2 separate regions of the Macaca mulatta genome follow, and region 2 is linked to region 1. A link is a contact called in public Hi-C data. All regions are on one chromosome and are shown on one strand. Each heading gives the region's core, a stretch centred on a gene start, on an enhancer-like site or on the middle of the called end of the contact. The rest is flanking DNA. Distances are from core to core; before and after follow the strand shown. Region 1 has its middle 38 kb from the start of TTC32. Region 2 holds the start of OSR1 (odd-skipped related transcription factor 1).

Region 1 (5,244 bases), core at 2,735-5,234:
TCATGAAATGCTGGGTGACCTCTGAGGAAGGGATCCGTGCACCCACACTGCAGACTCAGGACAGCGGCCACAATGGTAACAAGTGGGTGGGCAGGACTGTAGCCCATTTCTCCTGCCTCAGCCAGTGTTCTTTCTCACACTAACCACAAGTGTGCATGCACACACACATACACATAGGCACACATGCCCACACACACAGGCTCTCTGTGAGCGACAGGCCCACGCACTCCCTGGCGGCTAGTTACCCGCAGCTGCAGGCTTCCAGAAGAATCACCACTCCCTAGGATGTTCCTGGGAGGGAAAACGTAAGATCGGGGTTTGGATCACCACACTTACCACACTCAGAGCGCCTTGTTGCCGTGTAACCACAGTCCTCTGACCCTTGATGACTCTCAAAACCGTTCTTGTCATATAATACATGAACTATGCATAAACAATTCTGGGTTATGATGTGTTTCCTAAAACTAAGAGAACTTCAGCCATAACACTGACATTTTGTTTCTGGAAATTAAACCCTGGGAACAGTGAAAGCAAAGTCCCTCAATTTATGAATTGTATTTCCGTACATACTTCAATTCCCAGTGCTTGCGGTGAAAGAGAAACACGATTTTGTTTCTGATGGTGTAGCCACTGAGACCAGCGGGCCTGCCCCTCCTAGGTTCTCTGCTTCATACCAGGAAGCCAGGCTCTCCAAATAAGGTCCTCACTAACAACCTGGGTGACCTAATACTTCAGGAAATGACGAGAATAAACCCAAGCAAGATGGATTTGCCCATTGCTCTTGGGAAACAGTCTCCTCCGCCTCTGACCTGTTCCTGGCAGGAAGGGACAAATGCCTGGGAGATGCTGCGACAAGTTTGCCAAGGCCTTGGCAGAGTCCCCAGGCTGGCATCTCAGTATGAACCTTGCCAGTCCCGGGACTTCTGCAGGCAGAAAATGTGCACCCCCAATGCCCAGCAAGCTGCGGGCCCTGCCGATGTGTGCCGGGCTATGAACAAGGGTTGGGGGAGGTTTAATGATTGTAATTGCCAAGTGAGGCAAAGACAAGATTGGATTCTGGTGCAGAGAGGAAGGTTGAGAGAAATGGAGGAAGGTGAAACCAACAAGTGTCCGGACATGCTAGCAGGATTTCAGGATACAGAGCTAGCAAGACACAGGGGTGAGATACACATACAAACTAGAGAGAATGGGGGCATGGGCAAAGGTGGGGGCCAGAAAGGCTTGGAGTAGAGAGGGAAGAGTGGGAAGTTCAGTCAGATGCAAGCTCTGGAGATGAGCAAGGGAGGTGAGAGGTGGGGACGTGGCCCCTAGGATGAGTAGATGTCAGGTGTGTTATTTCCCAGCAGGGACTGCCCTCCTTCTCCTTCCTCCAGGACAAACCCTCCCTCCCCACTGGCCCTGCTCAAATTCCGCCTCCTCCAGGAAGCTTTCCCTGAACTGCTCAACCGGCAATGAACTTCTTCCTCTCTCCTCTAATTTCTACAGCACACCTCAGCCATCAGTTCAGGACCACCACAAGGTGTGCACAGGCATCTCACAAGTTTGCAGAAATGCCTTCGTAGATTGTGTTCTTCTGGAAGAAAGATCACTTTGTACACATGTACCTCCCTGCAGTGTGGCTTAACCCAGGTCCAGGTACACCAAGACTTCAGGAGGGGCCCACCAACCCAGAGGGAGGCTGGCATGGGAGCAGGACAAACCATCCAGCCCCACACCCACCCCAGCCCCTATCCATGACTCCACCAGCCAGGACTCTGCCTGCCTTCCCAGGCCTTGGCACAGGAACTCCAGCTTCTAGCACCTTCTCCAAGGCTCCTGCACCCTGCCTGGAAGGCAGCCCCTTGCCCCCAACCTCCTCCCAGAACTCCTCAGTTCCCCACACCACCAGGCTTCCACAGCTGAAGGCCATAGCTTATTAAAGTCAGACGTGCAGTGCCCCGTGCCACACTTCCTGGGCATCACCACTTCCACACAGCCCCACTCCCAGGAGGCTACACATTCAGCCCCAGGGGCAACCTGTCTGGTCAGGGAGGCTAAAAGCAGCCCTATCACAGCGAACGAGCAAGCCCACTCTTACAAAACCAGAGTGGAGCCACGGGGGCGTGGGGACAAGAGGCAGGGAGCGCTGGGCAGGGCTGTGGTCTTGGTCCTTCCTACTGAGGAGGAAAGTGGGAAAGAGGGCTCAGGCTTCCACTGTCAGTGGGGATGCTGGGGGTGGCCTCCAAAGAGGACACCTGCCTGTAAGAAGCCAGAGCCAGTCCTAGGCCCCTGAGTCAGCAGCACAGACACAAAAAGAAAACATGCTAACTTGTTAACTGAGTCACTTGTAATGGGGACAAACATTCACATTATAAAATAATCTCCATTGGCAAAAGGGCCTCTTCAGGAATTAACAAACTCCTCTTTGAACATGTAAGTGTCCTGGAAGAGCTAAGTGAGGCCATTCCCTGGAATCACACTACCCATGTGTTAGTCACTCACCCTTAGTGTGAATCAGCTTGATCAGGCTGCTTTCCTGCTGCCTTCTGCTAGAATTCAACTTTCTGAAAAAATAGATTTGTTTGGGAAGTGATGCGGGCTGGGTCATTTTGGAACACAGAGCACAATACGAGGTTTGGAAGCAGCGGGAAGAGAAAGAGGAGTTGTTCAGCCAGAGGGCCAAGTAAGGAGACAAAAGCTAGGGGTCATAGTGGGAGGCTCAAGAGGGCAGAGTCCAGGGGCGGGAGCAGTCCCCCAGGTTTGGGCACTGGATTTGCTTGCTGGGGCTGCCACAACAATGCCACACAGACGGAGCAGCTTAAACAGCAGATGTGCATGGCCTCTTGCCTCCCTGGTGTGTCCAATGTCCCCGCTTTACAAGGACACCTGTCACATTGGATTAGGGGCCCACCTGACTTCACTATGACCTTGCCTTAACTAACTGTGTCTTCAACCACTGTATTTCCTTATTTGAAATTTTTTATTTCCTTATTTCATCACATTCTGAGTTATTGGAGGTTAGAACATCAACATGTGAATTTGGGGATATCACGACTTAGCCTGTGATCAGCACCTTTTCTGGGGTGAAACTGAGGCAGAGGAGAAAGCCCCAATCAGCTGAGTAACCCTTGAGCAAGTCATTGTCCTGTGTGGCCTCAGCTGACTCACCTGTGGCGTGGATGGCCCGGGGATGGTGGCTGATGGTCTCTTCCACCTGCCTCCCAGCACATTCAGATGGTCCAGTGAGGACTCCCTGCACCTGTGAGGCGCGGGCCCATGGGCGGTGGTTTTTCCACGGTGCTCAGCAATGCTCACGTGACTAGACCTCAGCGGCTCTTCAATCCCTGCTGGATAAGGCATAGGGCCTCGTTATCAGCACTCCCAAGCCCCAGGGAGGGAGAGCTAGGGCACAAAAGTAATAGCTGACACCAAGAGACCTGGAGGCTCCTTAAACAGGTAAGCCTCCAAGACCACATAGCCGAGACCTCCACTATATTAGTCTCTTTTCACACTGCTATAAAGAACTGCCCGAGACTGGGTAATTTGTAAGTAAAGTAGGTTTAATTGACTCACAGTTGCCGCATGGCTGGGAGGCCTCAGGAAATTTACAATCATGGCGGAAGGGGAAAGCGAGGCAGCCTCACTTCACATGGTGGCAGGTAAGAGGAAGAGACGGGGGAATGTGCCAAACACTTTTAAACCATCAGATCTCGTGAGAACTCACTCACTATCACGAGAACAAACAGCAGCGGGGAACCGCCCTCCTGATCCAATCACTTCCCACCAGGTCCTTCCCTGACACATGAGGATTAAAATTCAACATGAGATTTGGGTGGAGACACAGGGCGAAACCATATCATCCACAGGAAAGCATGCTCTTACACAGTCTGGATACATCCTGCTGTTGTCTGCAAACAGCTTTCATTTACAGGGAGCAACAGCACCATCTCCGGCTGAGTCAGGCCCGTCTGCCTTCAGAACAGAGCCTGGCCAAGGGGCCACCTCCCCGCGCGGAACAGGCCAGCACGCAATAGGCGCTCAAGGAGCCAGGGACGGAGGCGAGGGCGGCCCACTCGTGGAGCGAGGGCGACACCCAGTGGCCATGTGGAAAATGACCTGCTCGAACCCAAAGGTGGGTGGCAGCAGCGCCTGATCCGCCAGCCTCAGGCCAGGAGGAGGTGGCCGAGTCCGATTTGAGTCCCATGTCCTCTGGACTGCAAGTTGAGACTCCCGGTCCCAGGAGGGACAGCAAGGCCTCCTCCAGCTTCACAGGCCATCTGACGACCTGCGCAGCTGTTTAAAGAGCAAACCGCGCATGAGCTAGGCCGCTTGGCCCCTCCCTTTCAGACCCCTCAGGCCGCCTGCGGACAGCCTGACTCACCCTCTAAGGGCCTTCTTGCCCGCCCTGGGAACACACACCGCAGGGTCCAGGGACTGGCGTCAGGGGCAGAGCGAACTCAGCGCCACCTGGGCTCCAGGCCTGGCTCTGCTCCAGGACCTGGACAAGCCCCACCCCTCCCCGATTCCCATCCCTGAAGCCAGGGACACTGGGGTTATAGCGAACCACTTCTGAGGACATGTGCAGCTAAGGGTGAGCAACTTGTTTTTTGTTTGTGTTTTGTGTGTGTGTAGTTTGGTTTTGTTTTTTTGAGATGTAGTCTCACTCTGTCGCCCGCGCTGTAGTGCAATGGCGCGATCTCGGCTCACTGCAGCCTCTGCCTCCCAGGTTCCAACGATTCTCTTGCCTCAGCCTCCCGAGTAGCTGGGATTACAGGTGCGTGCCACCACACCAGGCTAATTTTTGTATTTTTAATAGAGAGGGGATTTCATCATGTTAGCCAGATTGGTCACAAACTCCTGGCCTCAAGTGATCCACCCGCCTGGGGCCTCCCAAGTGCTGGGATTACAGGCGTGAGCCACCGCATCCTGGGTGAGCAACTTGTCTTCAAGACCCCGAGCCTTGATATCAGACAGAGCTGGGTTCAAATCCGATCTCTGCCCCTCCCAGCTCTGCAGCCTTGGGCATTTCTCTATGGGGCCTTTCCTCTCTTGGGTTACCACGGAGATTCAATGATGGCAGGTGGGTAAAGCTCGCTTCGTGGAACCTTTCCCATAACAGGTACTCAGTGGTGGCAGGCTCTTCTGTAGCTTGGTCTGCATAGCAGCACCACAGAAAACAGCTGCACCATATCTCAGGCAGCCCCAGGTATGTGGAATTAAGTGATCAAGATCAGAGACATCTCCCGCCTCTGCTGTTCTGCAGAG
Region 2 (5,285 bases), core at 1,627-4,126, 510 kb before region 1:
CTTGGCTTATCCAAGGCCAAGCCAGCGGCCGTGGCTGTGGGACTCTGGGCTGCACACTAGTCCGAACCCGCTGCGTGCCTGGGTGGGAGAAACCACCAACCTCGCTAGGCCTTTCCTCGCCTTCTTCCTGGGAGCCAAGACCGGAGCCGTCTTGGGCTCCGTAGGGGGTGCCGGGAAGGGGGAATGCTTGCAGCTATAATGGTTCCTGGGAGCCAACCTTTCCGGGCTATCTGCCCGATCTTGTTTTCCCCAACGCTACATTTATTTTCTTCCGCGGCCCAGCCCGTTCCTTGTTTTCTGAATCATTCGGAAGCCAGGCTCCCCAGGCTCCCGCCAAGTACTTTCCCCTGGACGAAATTCGTTCGAAACGTGGCTCTTTACACTAGTATCAAGAATGGGCCGAAAGCACGATCCGGTTTCAGGAGGTCAGCTAACAGAAAAACAGTCTCACCCTAGCCCCTCCAGTCAGAAAGGATGAGCGAGCCCCCGACCCCTCGGGCTCCGGAACCCCGGGGCAAATACTTTCGATCTTTAAACACAGTATGGAAAACCCTTCCCCGGGCTAAGCATCCATTCCTCAAACAGCTTGGGCCTCGGGACCTGGGGGAAAGAATAAGGGGACCCGACCACGCACAGCAGAGGCAATTCGCGCACGGGATCCCGGGTCCCTGCGCAGTGCGGGCACTCGCGCTCCTCGCGCGGTGGAGCGCCAATCCCAGGTCTGCCGCCAGTCCTATGCCGGGCATTAATGAAGTGTGCAGAGTCTATTAAAGTGGTTTATTTGGGGCTAATTGAGCGTGAGCAAGTTAACTGCTTGCATTAATGAGGATGGGAGCGAACTCCACGAGCTTGCGCCTGGGGGAGCCCAGAAGAAACCCAAGAAAATCAGCCTTGACATCGAATCTCCAATGAGTGGTGACAGGCGTCCGGACCCCTGTGAAGAGGACTGACCGCACCGGATACTTCTGTAGCATTCTCCCAACAAACGAGATCTAACGAACCCATCGGTAAGGCGGCCATCCGGCTGCACTTAAATGTCCTCTGCGTCCTCGGCGATCCATTCCCCAATCTTAATAAAACAGCAGTTACCTCGAGGAGCCTGGGATGGAACATCTACCCGCCGCCAGTCGCTGCTAGTCCCCTCCAGCCCTTCTCTTCCCTAGGGGGCTGTGAAGCTGGGACACCTAGCCTTGCACGTGGTTTTGTTCCCCAGAGCCAATGCGCAGCTCTTAGCCTGGGTGAAATTTACCAAATTGTGGCAACAAAGAAACCCTCGCGGCTACTTTACACACTGAGAGCCCAACCCGCTACTGCCTGAGCTGCTGCAAAAGGACTAAACGTGGTTTTTCATTCTTATCCGAGACATTTCGGAGGAGAAATTAGTTCAGGAGGCAGGCCCTCACCCCTTTCCCGTTCTTTCTATCCTGACGGCTGGATTAGCTGACAGTCAGGGGAGTAACAACTTTTCCAGTTCCCAGCCCGGAGACACTGCGGCTCCACAGAGTTTCCACTAGTGCTGTGTTTGAGTCTCGAAGTGGAAAGCAGTCCTTGCGCCCCACAGCATTGCCTCCCTGCACCAGGACAATCAAGGGTTCCGCTCCAGGCCTTGACGACACAGAGCAATCATCCTATGGAGAATATCCCTAAGTCAGAGCGCAAGTGCCAGGCGGGGTTCAGACTCGCGGCCCTGCGCTCTCGGGTCTAGTCGGCCTCATACCAGAGCGCAACTCCTCAAAAGACAAACTTGAACGAAAGCGCTACCGGGCTGGGGCATGCACCTGTCCCTGGCGCGGTCGGCTGCGGCTGTGGCCATTCACTCCCTCTCCCTTCCTTCTTCGTCAGCCGAGGCGTCAGCCAGAGATAGGAGCGCGTCTCGGGAAAGTTTGTGCCCGCTGAAGTTGCTCTGGTTTCTTAAAGGGGGCCCGCATATTGACTTTCAAAGTCCGTGGGCACCTCGCCCGGGATTCCGCACAGCCGGGCGGGCTGGCGGCAGTAGCTGAGGCCCGCCCCCTCAATCCCCGGCGGTCAGAGACCGAGGACCCCGCGCGGGAAGTCCTGAGCCAGCACCCCCAACCACCCTGCTCTCACTTTCACAAAAGTCCTGCAGCATTCATCTGTCAAGAGCTTCCTTGGGGGCATTGAGAGAGAGGAGACACCCGCCGCGCAGTGACAAGGAACCTGGGAGTCCTGCCCGCATTCGCCTTGCTGAGCCCGGGCGCCCAGGACTGCAATTACCTTGTTCCGCAGAGGTCCCGGGGCTGAGCACGTCTCTGGGGCTTTAGCAGAAGGGAACTGGGGAAGCCGGAGGCGCTGGAGCCCACAGGCGCCCCTGGAGCTCTAGAGTCCCTACTCCTCTCCTGCCGCGGGGACTCTAAGCGTCGGACACGCGGGAGCGAGCGCTCAGCAGCCCCGGGTCCTGCCCGCCCGGGATGGTGAGCCTCGCTCGCAGCTCCCTCGCTGGGTCTGAACCAGGAGCAGCTGAGAACGTGCCGGGGAGAGGCCGAGCTCCGACTCACTCATCCCTTAGCACCGAGCCGCCTACTTATTTTAATCCACCACCCTCCCTCCTCCACCACCCTCACCCCCGCCCCTTGCCTCAGGATTCCTCTCCTCCCTCCCCTGCCCCCCAACCCTGCCATGCGCCTGCGCAATGAAAGACAAAGTTTTTGCTGACCCGGGCAGCAGACTTTGGCAGCTGCACTCGCTTGGACCCGGCCTCTCCCAACCTGCGTCCCCTCCTCTTCAGTCCCACGCGACCCCTTCTGCCTTTTTAGGTCCAGAGGGGCACGCCTGGCGCGCTGGAGGAAACGGTCCCTAGCAGATGAGAGCGGGCTGGCACCGCACGTTTCGAGGTCCTATACTTGGACTCCTAGGACACAGCCCGTGCTCTCTGGGAGAAGAGAGGGAGGGAGGGGCTGTAGCTCTGTGCACCGGGATCCTCACACCGCGGCTTGGGTTTCAATGCACTTTGGCGCCTGACAGAGTCGCCTTCCTCCCAGAATCTCTTTCCAGAGGCAGCAGACCCCGAGTGTGGAGCAGCTCCTGCACATCCAAGCGTGCTGGGGGCCAGGGTGTTAACCCAGGCAGCGCTGGTTAATTTCTGGTGCGGGAGGGCCAGGGTCACCGAAGCAAGCGAGCTGTAACGTCCGAGTGCTTATGGCTGACCCCAGACCCTAAGTCCTGGAGTCCAGTAGAAAGAATAAAGAGTAGTGAAAGGTCAGGAAAGTTATTTTCCTGGGGCCCAGAATTCTCTGAGATTTCACCCTAATACACAGTGGCACTCTCTACTCACATATTTGTTTTAGGATGGATCGGAGTTTAGAGAGCTGCACTGGCAAGCCAGCCGAGTTGCAAAGTTGTCAGTTCCAGGGCTTCTGAGTCAAGGAGCTGGTTCAGGTGGAGTCCTTAATCGGAAAGGAATCAGAGTCTAGACATTAAAAATTCTGTCTTCATTGCCTAGGCTTTATGGAGGGTACCAACACCCCCTTGGCTACTCATCTCTGAAAGCTGACCTCCGGCTGACCCCAGCCCAATCCCTGCCTAATGCCTTTCTGGAATACCCTTCCAGGCCTTGGGTTTGGCACAGGAGGCGTCTCTGGTTTCCCAAGACTTGAGTGGGTCCAGATCACACAACTGCACTCTCTGCCTTCGCCCCAGCGTTGCTGCTGAGTGACCCTTGGAGCTGGATTCTAGCTTCCATAGGTCCCTAAGTATTGGTACTGCCTCTCTCCCAAGGAGTTTCTGCTATCTCCAGCTTTGGTTTGCAAATCTGATTTTCTTGGGAGGTGAAGAAGGTTGTAATACCTGACCTAGGGAGATGGTCATGAAGACTCCCCTCCCCCAAAGGCATAGTTGGATGAGGGTTTGCTTATATCCCTAGGCCTTTAGAACAGAATCTAGCTTCCAACTCCTGGGTAACTTTGTCTTGTTTGAGGAGGAGTAAGAGAGGGTGCAATATTTGCTGCAGCGAACCCTCTTACCCAGTGCCTTAGGTCAGTGCAGAAGTAAGAGATTCACATAAGTTTGTCCGTGTTCCTGGAATCTTAGCAGTTGCTAGGATGCAGTGACATTCTTGCTAGAGTGAGAACCCTTGGAAGAGAAGGGAACTGAGATCACACCTCCTTCCTAGAGATTCCAGAACAGCAAGCTTCAAGAGCAAGGAAAGGCCTGGAGGGCAAGTCTACAAAGGCCAATGTTGAACTTTGCTGGCTTCCACTTGGGGCACAGGGAGTGTGCTTGTTCCAGCCTCAGGCTCTCCAAATAAGCAAAGCTTGGGTAACCTCCACTACCAGCAGCAAAAGTTAAGAAGGAAAAAAAAATGCCCATACAATAGGGCCTCTGGCTGTGCAGATCACTTAGGAACAGTGGCTGGTCATTCAGATGGGATGGAACCTCCTGGGGTGTAAATACCTAATCTTCTGCTATGCACCCCTCACAGCTCAACCGGGCTTTTTTTATGTTTCTCTTTGTCTTTCTCTTCTAAAACAGGGCTCTTGGCCAATATGCCTCAGGACTTCCAGAAAGCTCTAAGTAGTAGGATCCCTAAAGAGCTCTTGGAGAGAAAGTGTCCCTGATCTTAAAGAAGAAACGCGCAACCGAATTGTTTCACCACTGCTTTGACAGATTATCTTGAAAACTGATCCTGACTCAGGTCTCTAGACTTCAGTGGATGTAGAGGTCTCTAGACCTCAGTGGATGTAGAGCAGGGTGTTGGAAGCAAGGTTGGTGTTGGTCCCCCAGGCTATGCCTCCCAGAGGAATCATGACCACCTCTGCCTGGAGCTGGTCAGCAAGACCAGAACAGGACAAGGCCAGCGTGTACCTGAGCGCTGGTGAGGATGGCCCTCCACAAGGGCTCACCTGTTTCAGAAGCCTGGCTTCAGAGAAGTGTCTCCTAGGTCGCTGACAATGCACAGCCTCAGAGAGCCAGGATAACGAAATTCAAGAATTGCTAGGAGCTGAAAAGTCCTCCATCCCACTCTGCGCTCCCAAGGGGGTGACCCCCAAACCCTAGCCTCGATCTCCACAGGAGGCCAACCAGAGTCGGGGTTCCCTCTGGGCGGGGGCAGGCAGGAAGAAGCCCAGGAAGCTAAGAATCCCTCATCTGGCCGCTCAGTGCTGGGGTATCCCATCCCCCGCCTATTTAAGAGAAACTGATCACATTAAGCGGGCCCTGGGTCGCAGCGTGGTGCCGGACTACGGCTTGGATGGATTGACAAGGGCAGGACTCAGGACACCTAAGAACAACAAGGGTACTTTTTAAGCAAGGTTAGATGTGTTTAGGAC

The links. Hi-C and Micro-C count contacts between places; a contact is called where the count stands out from the background.
Region 2: a contact with region 1 is called in a Hi-C map of cortical neurons, with 5 times the contacts expected there. The contact joins the promoter of OSR1 here to the enhancer-like site in region 1. A contact is called at or near these places in 6 of 14 Hi-C or Micro-C datasets (blood, cortical neurons, fetal cortex germinal zone and 3 more).

Annotation. Positions count from the first base shown.
Region 1 is chr13:105,168,946-105,174,189 of T2T-MMU8v2.0, reverse strand. No RefSeq gene overlaps it. Among named protein-coding and RNA genes, the nearest start is that of TTC32, 38 kb to the right of the region's middle. Within about 2 kb of position 3,984, at least 16 of the 40 cell types and tissues checked have an H3K27ac peak or open chromatin away from gene starts, as enhancers often do. A contact at or near this core is called in cortical neurons, where this site is marked.
Region 2 is chr13:105,682,605-105,687,889 of T2T-MMU8v2.0, reverse strand. OSR1 (odd-skipped related transcription factor 1) reads right to left here and starts at 2,876. Exons shown (of 3, transcript XM_077960108.1): 1 at 2,675-2,876.